Regions from separate parts of the Mus musculus genome. Here all the other regions are linked to region 2. A link is a contact called in public Hi-C, HiCAR-type and promoter capture Hi-C data. All regions are on one chromosome and are shown on one strand. The core of a region is the stretch at or near the end of the contact, and the rest is flanking DNA. Distances in the headings are between cores, read along the strand shown. Region 1 holds the start of Fbxo17 (F-box protein 17). Region 2 holds the start of Zfp84 (zinc finger protein 84). Region 3 holds the start of Mrps12 (mitochondrial ribosomal protein S12). Region 4 holds the start of Nfkbib (nuclear factor of kappa light polypeptide gene enhancer in B cells inhibitor, beta). Region 5 holds the start of Samd4b (sterile alpha motif domain containing 4B). Region 6 holds the start of Rps16 (ribosomal protein S16).

Region 1 (2,818 bases), core at 159-2,658, 1.1 Mb before region 2:
CCCTGACTCAGTGAAAGACAAAAGGATCCCTGGGACTTCCAGATTGTTTGAGAGACCCTGTTCCAGAAAAATAAAGTGTATGCCTAGCAAGATGGCTCAGTATATGACGGAGCCTGCCCGACACCCGAGTTCAATCCCCAGAACCCACCGCTGAAGGAAAGATGACCTCTGACCCACACACATGCAACGACACTCCCATGCATGTGTTGCACCTACACACAATAAAAACACATAAAAAAATAAATAAGTACATAGATAAATAATGAAAAGTGATTGACAAAGACCCTGGAAAAGACTGGAGAGATGGCTCAGTGGTTAAGAGCGTTGACTGTTTTTTTTACAGAGAACCTGAGTCTGGTTTCTGCAATAGCTCACAGCCATTTGTAACTCCAAGGCTCACAGCACCCCTGCCTGCCTCTGTGGATACTGCATGCATGTGGTTCACATAGGCACAGGAAGGCAAACACTCATATACATTGTCTTGGTTAGGGTTTCTATTGCTACAATGAAACACCGTTACCAAAAAACAAGTTGGGGAGGAAAGAGCTTATTTGGCTCATACTTCCACATTGCTGTTCATTATTGAAAGAAGTCAGGACAGGAACCCAGACAGAACAGGGACCTGGAGGCAGGAGATGATGCAGAAGCAGTGGAAGGTTGCTCCTTATGGCTTGCTCAGCCTGCTTTCTTATACAACCCAGGACTACCAGTCCAGGGACAGCACCGCTCATAATGGGTTGCTCCCCCCCCCCAATCAATCACTAATTGAGAAAATGCCCTACAGCTGGATCTCATGGAGACATTTTCTTAACGGAGGCCCCTTCCTCCCCGATGACTCTTAGTTGTGTCAAGTTAACACACAAAACCACCCAGTACACACACAAAATGAAAATAAATAATACATCTAAAATAATAACAATAGCTGAGAAGTACTGTTATCTGCCTTGGAGCCTATCACTCAAGAGGCAGAGGCAGGGGGATCTTTGTGAGTTTCAGGCCAGCCTGATCTACATAGTGTTCCTGGATAGCTACATAGTGGGTGGGAGATGGGTGGTGGTGGTAGTGAATATATAAGTAAATAAATAAATTTAAGGAGTCATGGGGGGGGGGCGTCGCTGATCTTCCTGGAGGGGAAGGGTTCGCTTAAGCTGAACAGCTGAGTAGCGATTGCTGCGGAGCCCGCGTGTTGAACGGTTCTGCTAAAGACGGATTCTGCTTCCAAGAACCGATCCTGTCTCTGCTTTCATTCTCTGGTTTCAAATCTGCGGTCAGAGCCACAGCTGAGCCTTTCGCTAGGGACCAAAGAATTTACCCTGACGACGGTGTTAGGAAAAGCTGCCTGGGGCGGAAGAGTGGGGCGGGGCGGGTCTCAGGGAAGGGGGCAGGGGAGGTGCCCGGGGTGTCCACCAGGGGATTGGCAGCCACGTTTCAGGGACAGGCGGCCTAGCTCGGCGGCCCTGGGCCGGGCTCACTCAGGCTGCAACGTTGCCCGGTGGCCCCGGGATCCTGAGCATAGAAGAAGACGGTCCACTAGGACCCCAGATCACGGGGCTGACTTCCCGGACCTCGGGTTACTCTTCGACTGCCTCCAGCGCCGGGTAGGGATTGGATCTTCCCCGCCAACTCAGAGCAGGCCGCCCGGTGAGCTCCCGGACAGGTACGGACCTGGGATGGGACTCGAGGGTCGTGTCCAAACCAGCGGCTGGAGCAGTCTGGAGAATGGAGGAGTCTCTCCACTGGCTCTGTGTGCCCCTCCCCGCCCCCAACCCACCCCACCCCAGGGACGCAGTCTCCAGGAGTCTGTACATCGTTTCCCAGACTCTTCCCTTATGCAGTGCACTCTTACACTGAGCTAGCTGTACACGTGCAAGTTGCAAAGCTACAAGTCCCACTGAGAAGACTTTACATTCCGTGTGTGTGTGTGTGTGTGTGTGTGTGTGTGTGTGTGTGGTTTTTCTTTTTCTTTTCTTTTGTACCTCTGACTGGCCTTGCTATGTAGCCCAGCCTGGCCTTGTACTCAGAGATCCCCCTGCCTCTTCCTCTTCAGTACTGGGACTAAACCCGTGCGCAGCCACACCCTACTATTTTTTACTAACATTTAAGATAGCATACAAAGTAGTGGGCTTCATTTCCCACGTTTCATACATACTTTGTTTTTATGGAACTAGGTCTACCGGGTCGATGGTGGCAGGAAAAAGTGCCTGCCGCCAAGCCTCCTGGTGATTCTCAAGACTCAGAGTTAAAGGCGAGAATGGAGACCCACGTGTTGTCCTCTGACCCACACACTAACACGCATACACATCAAACACTTGCGCAACAATAACATCTTACTTTTTATTTAAAATCAAATTTAAAAAAAAAAAAGAAGAAAAGGTTCTCCCAGCACCCCCTCTCGCAGCTCTACCCATGTCCCAAATAGCCAACCGAAAAGGGGGAAAAGAAATAGCCAGCCCAGACCAACATGTAGGCCCTGGGCCGCGGCTGGATCACTCTGGCTGGCAGCCCCTTTGCAGAATGCGTGCTTCAGGGTCTCAGGCTGTTTCCTGACTTAGCTACATTGATGCATTTCAGCTGTGTTTATTCCTTTCCGTGTAACGTTTGTTCTTCTGAGTTCATTTCTTCAGTTTATTCCACTCCCTGTCTTGGAAGTATAAATAACACAAATCTGATTTTAGTGGTTTGTTTTGTTTTGTTTTGTTCTGTTTTTCGCCAGTAGCCCTGGCGGTCCTGGAACTCGTTCTGTAGACCAGGCTGGCCTCGAACTCAGAGCCTGCCTCTGCGCAAATCTGATTTTAAACAATGACCGTGTGCTGACTAG
Region 2 (2,700 bases), core at 19-2,518:
TTGTGGGAAAAACAAGCCAGGGCACCAAATCCTCCTTCGTGTAACCCCTGCCACAACATCTGCTCTAAGCCGATTCACGGAGAATTCCTCTGGGAATTCTGTCTAGAAAGGGTCCCAGGAGGTCCCGGAAAGACCAGGAACCTAGAAATCCAAAAAGCGGAATCTGGGTTTCAGGCTGCCGGTAAACCTAGATCTTGTGAGCGAGATATTCTCTTCTCTCTCTCTCTCTCTCTCTCTCTCTCTCTCTCTCTCTCTCTCTCTCTCTCTCTCTCTCTCTCTCTCTCTCTCTTCCCCCCGGAGACAGTCTTCCTAATAAAACTCTGCTTCCACAACAACAAAATCAACCAACAATAACAAAATCCACCAAGACTTGAGGCACAGTGATGCATACTTTTAATCATAGCAAACAGAAGGCAGAGACATGGGCCAGAGTTTGAAGCCAGTATGATCGACATTGAATTCTCATTATATGAGTGAGAATATATATATATATATATATATATATACATATACATACATACATATGGAATTCCATAAAATTTGATCCAACATAAATGTTCATGATTGGCCCAACATAAGTGCTTGGAACAGAACAGACGATGCTCTTAAGAACTGAACCATCTCTCTGTTTATTTTCCTTTATGGACACAGGTCGTTAGGTAACCATGGCTTCAAACTTGTTATGTAACCGAGGCGGGCATTAAAACTCTTGATTCTCCTGCTTCTGCCTCCTGAGTGCTGGGATTACAAACATGCAATGCTCAACCCAGGCTAATGCAGCACATTTAAATTTGTGGCTATCGAGTGGTAAGTAGACTAAATATTCCAGTAAAGATAGGGCGATCTTTGCCCTATCCAGTCGTTCCCAGTCCTAACAGCCTTGTCTCATTCCTTCAGGGAGCTTGGAACACCACACTGGAGAAGCTCTTAAGAGCCCTCATATATCCGACTGTCAATAGCAGGATGAGTTCTTTACCGAGAACGCGGTCTGTGATGTCTTCTGGGAAATGTAGTCCTGAGCTGGATCACTTGCTCGGGTTCTTGCCTCGCTTCTGTAGCTGGAGTAAAGATCCACCCCCACCACAGAGCCGAAACTGCTTAAGTTTCAGAGACTTCAAGCCTTGGATCCTTGGGAAATTCCCCCTTTAGAAAACTAATCGTCCGTTCTCTAGTTTCAACAGATCTCTACTTCCTCTCTCGCACACTGAAACTCTCCTGCAGACTCTAGAAGTAGCACCGCCTTCTGGGAAATGTAGTCCACTATAAATGCTCAGCCACATGGCGGAAGTGGCTGGAAAGAGGTTGTTCCGGATCATCTCAGTGCCCTACCCGACCTAACCCGGTACTGTCCTGGTCGGTATTCGCTGGTCGTCCGAGTTCGAAGCCGTGAGATCGCAGTTTATACTTTTGAAGTGAGTCTGCCCTTGGTTTTAAGTGCTTTGTGTAAATACAGTCCTTAAGGCCTGTATTTGTTGGTCGCTGGCTGCAGGCCGGCTCTAGGGGACCCACCCGGTTTCCGGGATGGCGCTAGAGGCTTAAAGAGGGACTAAGGCGGCGGGAGTGTGACTGCATGGGCGAAAAGGTTTTTGGAGGATGTGGATTGTACAGGAGGGTGAGAGAGAGAGAGTGCGCGAAGTCAGCAGAACGTGGGTAGTAGGTGGTTACCAGATCCTCTAGTCTTGCAACGCAAAGTCGGGGGCGGGAGGTGCGGGACACCATTTATGTCAAGTTTATTTGAAAATTTGGGGGGAGGGGGGAGAAAGCTAAATAGTAGAGACGGTAAGGATTTCTGTGTTCAAGATAGATCAGTTTACCAATCAGCATGACTTTTAACTGTAGTTAGGAGTTAGATATGGTGACCCACATCTATAATTTCAGCACTCGAGCTGCGGAAGCTGGAAGTCAGTGACTTTGAGGACAGCCGTGGGAACATAGTGAGTTCCAGGCTACCGGGACCCACATAGTGAAATCCTGTCTCAGAAACGGATGAGTGTATAGAAATTGTATTTGAAAAAACGTAATTACTGTGGGTTCCTACTTTTGTGTCACACCCTCCGAGTAGCCATTTAGCCTTGTTTAGGGAACTCTTAGAAAATCTTAGCCTCTGTTGACTACCACTAGAGAAGTCAGAATTTGAAGTTCATGATTCTGGGTGATCCACTTCAGGTTCTAAAAAGACAACTTCCTCAGCTCTAGGCTTTTCTGTCAAGAAGCAGACATAGTGAGCACACGGAGTCTCCGTTGTACCCCATCTTCACCCTGTCCAGTTTATAGTTACAAAACTAGTCCTCGGTGTGGTGGGTTTAGAAGGTGGGGGCTTTTTGAAGGTAATTAAATGGGAGTAGTGCCCTGGCTCCCTGGAGCTACCTGCCTTCTCTAGGTGAGAGTGCAGTCCAGAGACTCCATCTGGGGACCGGGGAAATCGGTTTTCACTAGACACCTAATTTGTCAGTGCCACCACAACAGAGAAATAAGTTTGTTATTTATAAGCTAGTCTCTGGTATTTTGTTATAGCAGCTTAAGTGGGCTAATGGACTTTAATACTGCACCTGGCCAGTTCCTGCAGAAATTATTTGAAGTTCCTGAAATGTACTTTGTTTTTTTGTTTACGGTTTCCAGAGAGATCAAGTTCCTTTTTTTTTTTTTGGCTTGGTATGGAGGAATCCACAGAAACGCCTTTCTTCATGACATGAGGAACTC
Region 3 (2,700 bases), core at 109-2,608, 1.0 Mb before region 2:
GGCTGGAAAGATACCTCAGTGGTTAAGAGCACTGGTTGCGGGCTGGCGAGATGGCTCAGAGGGTAAGAGCACTGACTGCTCTTTAATCCCAGCACTCCGGAGGCAGAGGCAGGCGGATTTCTAAGTTCGAGGCCAGCCTGGTCTACAGAGTGAGTTCCAGGACAGCCAGGGCTACACAGAGAAACCCTGTCTCGAAATACCATGTGAATGGAATACCCAATGCCTGCCTCCCTCAGAACACTGTGTACAAACCTGATGTCTGGGCAATGTCTAGGAACATAAAAGTTGTCCTCCAATGGGTGGCCCGTCTTAGAATTAGAAAAATAGCACGTGAATGAATAACTAAACTTCTTCTTCTTCTTTTTTTTTTTTTTTTTTTGGTTTTTTGAGACAGGGTTTCTCTGTGTAGCCCTGGCTGTCCTGGAACTCACTTTGTAGACCAGCCTGGCCTCGAACTCAGAAATCTGCCTGCCTCCCGAGTGCTGGGATTAAAGGTGTGCGCCACCACTAAACTTCTTAGCTTGGCCTTCTCACCTGTAGGGGGTGATCAATAAACACTGAAGGAATAAACACTACTGAGAGACACCTAAGCAGGGAGACATGCCAAGAAAGGAGCATTTGTTGGTATGATTGTTACACGGACATCGAGAGTGCACTTACACAAACTAAGACAGAATATCACCAGGCAATGCAATCTCAGGGATTCACCGCTATCGATGCAGGGGAGCCATGACTAAGACTGACTTAAACTCTAAGAACACAGGACCTTCCCACCTCCTGCCCCCTGAGCCGGGAGCGTGGTAGAAAACGCCTGTAACTCCAGAACTTGGGAGATTGAAGCGGTAGTCAGGAGGTCAAGGCCATCCTGTCTACAAAGTGATTTGGAAGTTGACCTGGACTACAGTGAAACCCTGTCTCCAAAATAGAAAAGGCACCGTGCTTAAAGATGATACCATCCGAAATCTGGCAAAAACACGCAAATGCCAGGGAGCTGTCCTCGTCCCTGTGGCCCATGCTCACTTACCACGACTGAGGGACGTGGTGAGGCCATAAAGAAGGCCGGGCCAGGACATCTCGCCGCCTGCAGCGTCCCTGTATTAGGAGAGAAGACATTCAGAAAGGAGGTTGGGACCAGAAACCCACTCTCAGAGCCTTCTAGAATCTCCTCTAAAACAGAAAGTCCCCTCGCAAATTCAGTCTCCTTCTGAGTAGGCCCCCAAGGACCCAACCGCCCTTGCCCGGATACTGGAAGGGGAAACTGAGGAGAGAGGAGAGATCTGGATCACAGATAACTGCACCCACCTCACCAACCTAGCGGGGTCGCACACACGCCAACCCCTACCTCCAGCCCCTTCCGGGGTTCCTCCTTAGTGATTGGCTAGATCTTTCCTGCGTCACTGAAGGGACGGGACAAGGATGACGATTGGACAATAACAGATTCTAGCTGAGTTCCATTTTCCTCATTGGAAGGGATTCTGAAGCCTGGGCGGGAAATCTCCTTGCGCGTCTGATTGGCTCGTCCATGATGAGTGACTTCTTGTTTCCACTCCAAGATGGCTGCGTCCATGGCGCGGCTTTGGTGGCCTTTCCTGGCTCGCCAGGGGCTCCGGTCCCGAGGACGCTGCGTGTGCAGCCAGAACCCAAGGAGGAGTTTCGCTACGGAGAAACGAGTCCGGAACCTCCTGTACGAACACGCACGAGAGGGCTACAGCGAGCTTCCCTACTTGGACATGGAGTCGGTGTGCGCATGCCCAGAAAAAGCCGCGCGCTCCCTGGAGCTCCGCAAGGGGGAGCTGCGGCCGGCCGACCTGCCTGCGATTGTGAGTGCGCTTGCGCCCTGAGGGAGCAGGATGCTTTACAGAACTGGGTTTACCAGATGCATTCCAGTTGTGGGAAAAACTACTCAACAGGAATTTGGGTTCCTTCCCAAGTTAGGCAATGTCTTGTGCATGACACCCACTTAGGTGCCAATGATCTAGGGAGAACTGAGGCCCTATTGAACGTCGTGGATGCCTTCTGTGACCTACATGCCCTTTTGCATGCATTTCATAATTCGACAGTTGGTATCTACTGTACTCCCAGAACCTAAATACCATTGTCTTCTGTACTCAAACTTCGTGCCGGGCTCACCCTTAGGCCACAAAGAAAAATGAGGAGGGAGGTGTGAATCAGAGGGAATTTTGGAGACAGAGCTTTGCATCCTGCTATAAACATCCTGATGGAGTTGAATGGATAAATACCTGCTAAACAGATATTTAAGGTATATCTGTTCATGTATTTATGATCCAGAGGTTAAGACTATGCGCCATAATTCTACCTTATAGGGAACTAAAATTGGGGGTCTCCATGCCGGTAGTGAATTCCGAATGTAATAGATGAATCTTCCCAACTCTGTTGCCTTGATAAAACACCATGAACAAAGCAACTTACAGAAGGATTTATTTTGGGCTTGGTAGGGAATGGCAGAATAGCAGCAGGTCACAGAGCAGTAAGCTGACAGCACACATCTTTAACCACAATCATGAAGCACAGACCTCAAACTAGATGCAGGACGAGGCTTTAAGCTCTCAAAGCCCACCTCCAGGAACATATTTCCTCCAGCAAGGCCACGCCTCCTAAGCCTCCCCAAACATCACCAGCCACTGATCATTTGACCATGTTCAAATGTCAGGATATGGGGGACATTTCTCATTCAGGTCA
Region 4 (2,791 bases), core at 289-2,788, 1.0 Mb before region 2:
GCTGAAAGCAGGAGAATGAAATGTTCAAAGCTATCCTCAGCTACAAAGTAACCTCAAGGCTAGCCTGGGCTACATGAGACCGTCAAACACAAACAATCGAGAAAGGAAGGGGGAGGATAAAGAAAGCACAAAAACCAGACCCAAAGTAACCAGAGGGAAATAATAAAGGAACAGGAACCAACAAAGTAGAAAGTGAAAACTAAGGCAACTACTCCTGGCTCTTTAAGATGAGTGTTTGTTGGGTTCCCCTCATGGGTCAGGCACTGAGTCACTGGGCATACGCAATAAGCACAAAGGACAAGAAAATCCCGGGTACAATCCCTTAATGCACGCCGTCACCACAACCATCCCTTCTCCCCAGCTTATCTACTAATCAACATTTCCTACTCTTTAACCTTTTTTCAGTCACCCTCTCCTCCTTTTCCTCTTCCCTCCTTTTTGATACTGGGTCCTTCCAGGCTGTCCTCGGACTAGTGATCCTCCTGCCTCAGCCCCTCGAGTGCCAGAATGACAAGTGTGTACCATCACACTCAGCTAAACTAAAACCAGGGATTGGAAGGTGGTAGTTTGGGAGAAGCATTTGGCTAACAGATGAATCTAGCCTCATAGAATAGAGTTTCTACATCTTATGTAGCTCTGGCTGGCAGGGAACTCAATCAGGTGGCCTCAAATTCACAGAGATCCACCTGCCTTTGCCTTCCAAGTGCTGTGAGAGCCATGACACCCACCAGCTCAATTTCTTAACTGCAGGGTCAATACTGGACGTGTCAGCTTCAGAGACTCAGGGCCAAGAACTAGTTTTGAAATCAAAATCTGGCTTATACAAGAATAGCCAAAGACCAAAGACTACATCTGGAAGTAAGAGGTAAGAAGATGTGGGAACTAGAGTGGTCGGAAAGGTTCAGATCCGATTTGGGGATCAGGAGCTCAAATTTATAGAGTTCAAAAAAGGTGAGACACTTGACTGTGTGAAAGCGTACCAGTCTCACAATTTAGTGTTTGGGGGTTAAGGGCCAGGAAGTCCAGCATCGGAAATCAAGAGTTAGGAACGAGACGATACGAAGTCACAGGAATCGTAGGCTAAAGGGGACTCAGGTAAGATCCCAGGGCTCAGTCTAGTAATTTAAGGTTTACTCACGTGTCCCCATCCTCAGTGACGTAGCCAAAGACTAAGGGCGCCCACGACAGCTCTGGGCCAAGCTCTGCGCCCAGACCTGGTCCTCCGGGAGCCGCTGCGTCGGGACCTAGAGAGCCCAGGCCGCTGTCGCACCATTCATCGGCATCCGCAGTTTTCCCCAAGCACGCGACCCCGGCCATGGCCCCAGCCACCTCGGGTGGCCCCCTGTGGTCGCCTGCCTGTCGCTGGGCTCTGCGATGAGCTCCAGTGCTTCCGCCCTATCGGGAATTCCCCAACACGCCCCCTCATATACCCAATCAAAATGTTTTAAATAGCTACACCCCGCCCCTGTACTGCACCACAGCCAATCAGAAAAATGAGGTGGACATTCGCTCGCTGAGTTTCCCCACATTTTCCAGACGCCCTTTATCAATATGGCCGCCGGCGCCAGGCTTTTTGGGATTTGTAGTTTGATAACATGAGAGGCACATTGTACGAAAGCGGTTATGGGGATCGCATTGCCTGCCGGGAGTTGTAGTTCTCTATCCTATCTCGGCCTCTTCTTGTTTCCGCTGCCGTCACGGGACAGAGCAGTCGGTGACAGTCCCGAGGGCCCCCACCCCGTTCCCATGGCCGAGCCGGACCGTGAGTTAGGGGCCCTGTTGGGAGGGTGGGAGGGTCGGGCCGCGCCGGGGCCTGGCTTTGGGCTGCAGGCCCCGGGGCCCGAGGGTAGGCTCGGTGGGGCGGGAGACAGGATCTACCTGAAGGGAGTGGGATTCGGAGGGGTGTTGCTAAGTGGTCCGTATTACTAGGTTGGTTGGTTTCTGGATTGTGAAATGTAAGGGTCCGATTGTCAAGTTCTTAATGATCGCATTTCTCGTACTTTGGCTGCTGAGGACCCTCGTTGCTAAGGACCAAAGTTACCACTATCCCGGTTGCTAAGGTTGTCTGTTGTTAAGGGCAACTGTAGGATGGGTTCCGGGGACCCCTGTGGCCCCTTACTATCTCATTCCTTCAGTTCTTGTGCCTCTCCTAAACCTCCTACCTTCACTGCATCTCCTCTCCCACACTCAACTCTCAGCAGAAGTATCCCTACTTACGTCTCTTGAAAAACTTAGCCCTCCCTCATTCTCTCGACTCGCACATGCTACCATATCCTGCTTAACTCTGAAACCTTCCTTCAGTCCAGTCTCGCCTGCTTTCTCCTCCTAAAGATTCCCCTCCTCAGCCTTTTCACGTCACACATACCTCCACTCTAAAATATGCCTTTTCCCATCTCCGATAGTTTTACTACCATCCCTGACTCTGAAATAATTAGGTTGGTGGGTCCTCTTGTCCTCCACCATTGTGAGCCCTTCTGCTTAACTCTTTCCCCGCACTGTAACCACGTCTGCTCCCCTCCTCCCCAGCCTCTGACCCTCTGGAGACCCAGGCAGGGAAGGTGCAGGAGGCTCAGGTGAGATGGGGAAGGGGTGGAGGGAAGGAGAGACTTGGTTCCACGTGCCGCACTGGGGGGAGGTGGCAAGGGAAGGCTTTTACCCAAGGGCCCTTGGCTTATGGCCCTGATCCCCAAGCCCATCTGGGGATTAGTACAATCTCCTGGGAGAATGGTGGCTTCTTGGGACTGTCAAGGAAAATGTATAGCCTCAACCCCTGGTTCCCTTCCATATCGTC
Region 5 (2,776 bases), core at 265-2,764, 1.3 Mb before region 2:
TAGGTTTTCCACAAAGAATTCTGGGTGTTCAGCTATACTGAAGAAAGATTAGGTAGGTATGCAAGGCTTTCTAAAGATGGTTCTAGAGAATTGGGGGTGGGGGAGATTCTGAGGAAGAGATAGCTAGAAAAGTCTTTTAATAAGAAAGTCTGAGAAAAAGAAAGAACTAAAGGCCATCTCAGGGTTACTAAGTTCTGTGATGCATGGGGGTCCTGAAAGCTGTAGCTTAGAGGGGTGTTTCAGTATTGTAAGGAAGAGTGTCAGAAAGTTTACCAAAGGCTAGAAAGGGAGTTTCAAATTTTCAGGTTATCCAAGAAAAGTTTGAGAAGAATAGAGGCTATGAGGAAACTTTTTTGGAGTCCGTACACTATTCTTAAAACATGTGGTGTGTGTTACTGGAAAGGATTTGGGATACAGAAGACAGGCTTTGGAAGAGGTTTTGGGAATATGAGAGGAACTCTGGAGATTTTCAAGATTAGAAGGTGTAGAGGCTGAGGAGAAAAGGGCTGGGGTACATGAGATTACCTCTAGAGCATTCCAAGCTGGGGAATATTTGTGTAACATGAGTTTGGAAATCTATAGAAGGGTCTAAGAAATATGAGAAGAGGACAGGGCGTATATAGGAGGTGGAAGCAAAGAGAGGAGAGGAGAGGGTCCTCTAGGTGAGTTTTGGCATCTAAGAGCACTTCCTGAGTATCTGAGGACGACTGTTCTGGGATATGCAAGCTCTTTAAGGATGATGTAGTGTTCACCAGGGACATCCTGAAGAATTTGGGGATAAGAGTGAAAATCTCTAAGACTTTTGGAATGGGGAGAGGTAGAAGGGTAAATTCTTGGGGGTATTTGAAGAAGTCTGAAGGAGAGATGACTTGAATATGTGATGCAGATGGGGGGGGGGTTAGATGCAGAGAGTATCTGGGGGCGGTTTAGGGGCTTTAAGGTTCTTCCTGGGGGAGATGCCTGGAATATCTGTGCTGTGAAGACAGATGACGAGTAGCCACCAAGGAATGTGTTGCGATTCAGGAGGAAGATGTGAGGAGAGAACCAAGGACCAAAGGGCGGGGATCCACAGGGAGCGTCCCCAGAGGAGGCAGTTGAAAGCTGAGGGTGGTCTCCGGGGAGGCCGCTGGAGTCGTGCGGGAGGACCAGGCAGATGTGTGCCGAGTCAGGACAGAAGTCCCCGGGCCCGGCCCCTCGGCTAGCCCCAGGGCGTGACGGTTTGGGAGGGAAACTGAGGAAGGGGCCCGGGTAGGGAGAAACGGGCTGAGTGCGGAACCCTAAGGGGTCCTCCAGGATCCTCCGGCCTCCCGAGGCCCGAGTCAGCCGCCCGCCGCAGCCCGCGGCGCGGGGTCCCTGAGGGGGCGGGGCCGGCCGCGCGGCCTGGGTCGCCCTGAGGGGAGCGCCGCGCGCCTCGACCGCCGCCGCCCCGCGCCCGCCGGCCCGGCCTTGCCCGAGACTCACCGCCTCGGCCTCCGCCGCCGCCGCCGCCACCCGCACCTCCTCGGGCAGCCGCCGCCACCCGCGCCGCTGCCGCCGCCGCCGCCGCCGCCGTCGCCCCCTCTCTGGCCCGAGAGCTCCCCTCCCTCCTCCCGCACCGACCACCGCCGCCGCCGCCGCCGCCGCCGTCGCGCTGCGTCACCGCGCCGTGCGTCACCGCCCCTGGCCCCGCCCCGGAGGGCCACTGTGCGCCAGCATTAGCTCACACCCTATTGACAGACGGTGAGCCCAGCCAACTGGCGGCGAGGGCAGACCGAAGGGTGGGAGGTGTGCGGCAAGAAAGGCGGGGTCTTGGCCTGGAGGGGAGCGACAGGGCTGGAAGGAGGCCTGAGAGGCCCGCCCCCTCCTCACTACGATTGGTCTGACGAGAAGGTGACGGACAGACGGACAGGCCCCGGGCGGAGAGCAGAGGGCCGGGAAGAGGAGGGGCGCGCGCCGCGTTGCCCCGGGCAACGGTCTGGCGAAGCCCGCGATTGGACCTACGGACCCGCAGGGGGCAGTCTCGCGCCGGTCTAACTCAGTAGCGGCGAACCCAGTCACAATTCCTCATTCTGGCGTTCAAGGACCCCCTCCTCTCCGCCCCTCGGTCACACCCCGCCCAGGGTTTGTGTCCGGTAGTACCATCGCCCTTTGGGATGACAATGCTGCCTCCTGGCTCCTGGTATCGATCGGCCGCGCCTCAAGTGACACCTCAAGATGAGCGAGGTCGACCCTTTAAGGGTGGAAAGAGATAAGACCCCACACATAAGAGGCTGTCAATAAATGGAGATTGCTTCCATCACTCTTGTCGTGATCTTAGTCCATCCACAAACTGTCCTGCGCTGGGGTGAACTGACTGGAAAGGGGCCGGCTCTCCAGAAGGGTGACAGCAACGTGGCTTGTTCCGAGAACTCCAAGAAATACAGTCAGGGTGGAGTGTCGAATTTACGACAGGGAGTGGTAGGAAATGAGCTGCGGCTAGATGTTTGGCCACTGGAGGGAGTATGCACTTGTGCTAAAGGCACAGCGACTAGAGTGACGGGGCCAGTAAGGTCTTGGGGACTTGGGAGTTTGGAAGGGACGCCTCTAGCTTACATAGGGAAGTGGGGTGAGAAGGAATGAGACACAGAAGAGAGAACCCAGGGAGCTACCTGGGGAGTTGGGGCGGGGTTGCATCTGGAAGGGACCTTGGGGAGGGAGGAGGTGCGAAGTAGGCGGGACACTCAGGTGGCCCATTGAACTAGCCTTTTGCCACTGGCTGGCCACAGGGCGGAAGAGAAAAGTCCAGGACAAAGCCCTC
Region 6 (2,700 bases), core at 80-2,579, 1.4 Mb before region 2:
AGGAACCAAACTCGGGCCCTCAGGCTTGGGCATTTCGCTAGCTAGTTTCTTTTCTTTCTGAAGCAGGGTCACATGTAGCCCAGGCTGGCCAGATATTCATAATGAGGAGAGGATGGCGTCGGGATTCCTCCTGACCCTTCCTCCTCCTTCCAAGTGTTAGTGTTACAGGTGCACATGACCATACCTAGTCTTTTTGTTGACAACTCTGCCTTCCAAATGTCTCCACATCCCTTAATGTCCTCCACACCCTGTGCTGCAAGAGAAACTGAGGCAATCCTGAGAAGCTGTTGCCCAGTGACTTAGAACAATTCTGGGGTGGGTACTATGGAAAAGTTAAAAGCTGGTTTTCCTCAGGTTGGTAGGCTGGAGAATTCTGTGGAGTAAACACATAGAGCGGAGGGTTTAGAGGAGCATTACGGTCACTTGGAAGTTGGAAAGATGGTGGTTAAAAGCACTAACTGCTTTTCCTAGAGAGGACCTGAGTTTGGTTACAGGTACACAAGTTGGGTGTGGCTCAGACACCCTGTAACTACATTTCCAAGGAGATTGGAGGCCTCCCTCGGGAACCTGCCCTCGAAAAAAGTATTAAATCTTAAAACAAGGCTACTTGGAGGATTCTGGATAATGATCTAAGATAACTGCCCTGAAGACAGGTCCTGAGGGTAGTTCTCTAGGGGAGGGTCAAGCTGGGAGAACAATGTCCCTGGAGCAGTTGCTGGGGAGAGGAGCCACCAAAGAGGTAGTTAATTTTGGCAGCGAAAGCAGGCGAAGGCCCGAGTCTGTGAGGAAAAAAAACGTATATAAGGCACAACCAGAAGGCAAGAGAAGTTTATTTAGGAGAGCGCTGGAAAGGGCTTTTAAGGGGTCAGGTTTCCTGGGAAGAAGAGGAAGGCAATTCTGGTGAAAGGCTGATTCGCGACGGGGGATCGTAAGGGCTAGGAAAGAGGGTTCTGGAGGCAAGATTCTGAAAAGCCAGCTTGACTTAGCATAGTGGATGCGGGAAGACTCCGATGGGATGGGGATCCTGGGAAAGGGTGGGAGGAAGAGGGTGAGAATCGGCCTGGAGAAGCGCCGAAGGAGAGCATCGAAGAGCAGGAATGTCTATAAGAACTGGCCGAAAGTCAAGACCAAGGCTGCGGAAAAGCAATGGAAAAAGGAGGCCAGCCCCATCTTCCGAGTTCTGGACGGAGTCCCCACCCTCCGGGTCCCGCACAGCTCCGCCCCTTCCCCTCCGACACCGCCCCCTCCCTTGCCTGAAGGCGTTCCCGCCGCAATTCACACGTCCCCTCTCAGGCTTCGACGTCAGCCGTAAAGCCCGCTTCTGTCGTGACGTAGCACTCAATGCGCCTGCGCAGACCCTGAAAAATCGGCTGGGTTGGCCCCGCGCTTCCCTTTTCCGGTCGCGGCGCTGCGCGGTGTGGAGCTCGTGCTTGTGCTCGGAGCTATGCCGTCCAAGGGTCCGCTGCAGTCCGTGCAGGTCTTCGGACGCAAGGTGTGCCAGGGGCGGCATAGAAAGAGGTGGGGGTGGGGAGGGGGGTGAGAAGGCCCTGGCTGGGTGACATGATGAGCTGGGGCCCGCTGAGCCAGGGTCCCGCGCTCACACGGCCCCGCCGTCTCCCTCGCCCTTCACAGAAAACAGCCACGGCTGTGGCCCACTGCAAACGGGGAAATGGGCTCATCAAGGTGAACGGACGTCCCCTGGAGATGATCGAGCCGCGCACGCTGCAGTACAAGGTGTTGGGGTCGGGCATGGGCGTCCGGGTGGCGAGACGGAAGGGAAGGCCCCGGGATGATAGGGAGTTGAGGTGGGGGAAGGAGGATGGCTTACCTCGCGGTAGACCTTAACCTGGGCTCGGGAAAGATGAAGTCGGAGCTGGTAAAATACATGAAAACGTGGCCTATTCTATAACCTCGAAGCTCTCCAGATGCGAGGGGCCCGTGGCCAGGAGAATAGCACAGTGTATCCGACCTAATTGACGATTTCTGGTCTAGAAGTATGAGTTTACAGCTCATGTGTATACTCCTAGCTCCTTGGAGGATAGCATACTACGAGTTACGAATCCAAAGCGCCGCCGTTTAGGTCAGCATGGGGCTACAACGTGGAACCTTGAAAAATACAATAGGAGTCCTCTGAAGTCTAACATTGGTAGCACTTGTATGGGTTTTTGTTGAACTAGTGGGCAAAAACTGGAAAACAAGTGCAAGAACAAATCCTCTTTTGCAACCCAGAACTCATTGTTGTATGAGTTTTGGTACATGTAAGAAGGAATATCATACCTTGCAGACAATGCATTCTAATGGTAGTGTTGATGTTAATGCCACTAGACCCCCGTGCTTAGTCTAATCCAAGTCTGTCAGGTGACTAAAAAGGACAGTCTGTCAGTTTATTTGAACGATTGGTGTGTGTACCCTGTGTTGTGAATTGGGCCAACACCAGTGATGGAGGTGGCTCTAGGCCTGCCACTCGGGGAGCTTCTGGATAGACTGGTCCTAGGTATTGGACAAATTTGATCCAAAGAGAAGATGGAATGACCACTGTGAGAACAGTGGACCTGTCTGACCTTGCTTCCTGTTTGGGGAAGTTCATAGTTGCCTGTCACTCCATGATTCCAGCTCCTCGGTGTCTCAGGCCCTCTTCTGGTCTCTATGGGCACATATACATGGGACTCTGAGGGGCACAGGGATCCTAGGATAGGCTGC

The links. Promoter capture Hi-C pulls out the DNA fragments that hold promoters and counts their contacts. Hi-C and Micro-C count contacts between places; a contact is called where the count stands out from the background. HiCAR-type assays count read pairs that join an accessible place to other places. Capture Hi-C pulls out chosen DNA fragments and counts their contacts.
Region 1: a contact with region 2 is called in a promoter capture Hi-C map of second pharyngeal arch cranial neural crest. The contact joins the promoter of Fbxo17 here to the promoter of Zfp84 in region 2. A contact is called at or near these places in 5 of 39 promoter capture datasets (cranial neural crest, liver, maxillary cranial neural crest and 2 more).
Region 3: a Hi-C map of B cells shows a contact between it and region 2, with 8 read pairs. The contact joins the promoter of Mrps12 here to the promoter of Zfp84 in region 2. A contact is called at or near these places in 3 of 39 promoter capture datasets (embryonic stem cells, hippocampal neurons and liver), 1 of 484 Hi-C or Micro-C datasets (B cells) and 1 of 9 other capture datasets (liver).
Region 4: a promoter capture Hi-C map of pancreatic islet shows a contact between it and region 2, with 4 times the contacts expected there. The contact joins the promoter of Nfkbib here to the promoter of Zfp84 in region 2. A contact is called at or near these places in 3 of 39 promoter capture datasets (liver and pre-B cells), 1 of 484 Hi-C or Micro-C datasets (B cells) and 1 of 9 other capture datasets (pancreatic islet).
Region 5: a contact with region 2 is called in a HiCAR-type map of astrocytes, with 2.4 times the contacts expected there. The contact joins the promoter of Samd4b here to the promoter of Zfp84 in region 2. A contact is called at or near these places in 1 of 39 promoter capture datasets (liver) and 2 of 115 datasets of contacts at active chromatin or transcription factors (astrocytes and large pre-B cells).
Region 6: a contact with region 2 is called in a promoter capture Hi-C map of neural stem cells. The contact joins the promoter of Rps16 here to the promoter of Zfp84 in region 2. A contact is called at or near these places in 2 of 39 promoter capture datasets (liver and neural stem cells) and 1 of 115 datasets of contacts at active chromatin or transcription factors (pancreatic cancer cells).

What each region holds. Positions count from the first base shown.
Region 1 is chr7:28,715,382-28,718,199 of GRCm38.p6, forward strand. Fbxo17 (F-box protein 17) reads left to right here and starts at 1,409. Exons shown (of 7, transcript NM_015796.2): 1 at 1,409-1,657.
Region 2 is chr7:29,767,284-29,769,983 of GRCm38.p6, forward strand. Zfp84 (zinc finger protein 84) reads left to right here and starts at 1,269. Exons shown (of 5, transcript NM_023750.2): 1 at 1,269-1,412. Gm38983 (a long non-coding RNA gene) reads right to left here and starts at 970. Exons shown (of 2, transcript XR_881933.3): 1 at 1-970.
Region 3 is chr7:28,740,463-28,743,162 of GRCm38.p6, forward strand. Mrps12 (mitochondrial ribosomal protein S12) reads right to left here and starts at 1,359. Exons shown (of 3, transcript NM_011885.5): 1 at 1,303-1,359; 2 at 1,025-1,092. The coding sequence starts at 1,073. Sars2 (seryl-aminoacyl-tRNA synthetase 2) reads left to right here and starts at 1,506. Exons shown (of 16, transcript NM_023637.3): 1 at 1,506-1,820. The coding sequence starts at 1,554.
Region 4 is chr7:28,765,106-28,767,896 of GRCm38.p6, forward strand. It overlaps Nfkbib (nuclear factor of kappa light polypeptide gene enhancer in B cells inhibitor, beta), which reads right to left and starts at 1,539. Exons shown (of 6, transcript NM_001306222.1): 1 at 1,139-1,539. The coding sequence starts at 1,317. It overlaps Sirt2 (sirtuin 2), which reads left to right and starts at 1,647. Exons shown (of 16, transcript NM_022432.4): 1 at 1,647-1,762; 2 at 2,527-2,573. The coding sequence starts at 1,747.
Region 5 is chr7:28,434,677-28,437,452 of GRCm38.p6, forward strand. Samd4b (sterile alpha motif domain containing 4B) reads right to left here and starts at 1,515. Exons shown (of 13, transcript NM_175021.3): 1 at 1,462-1,515.
Region 6 is chr7:28,349,360-28,352,059 of GRCm38.p6, forward strand. Rps16 (ribosomal protein S16) reads left to right here and starts at 1,330. Exons shown (of 5, transcript NM_013647.2): 1 at 1,330-1,492; 2 at 1,633-1,734. The coding sequence starts at 1,445. AF357399 (snoRNA AF357399) reads left to right here and starts at 2,181; the gene lies at 2,181-2,274.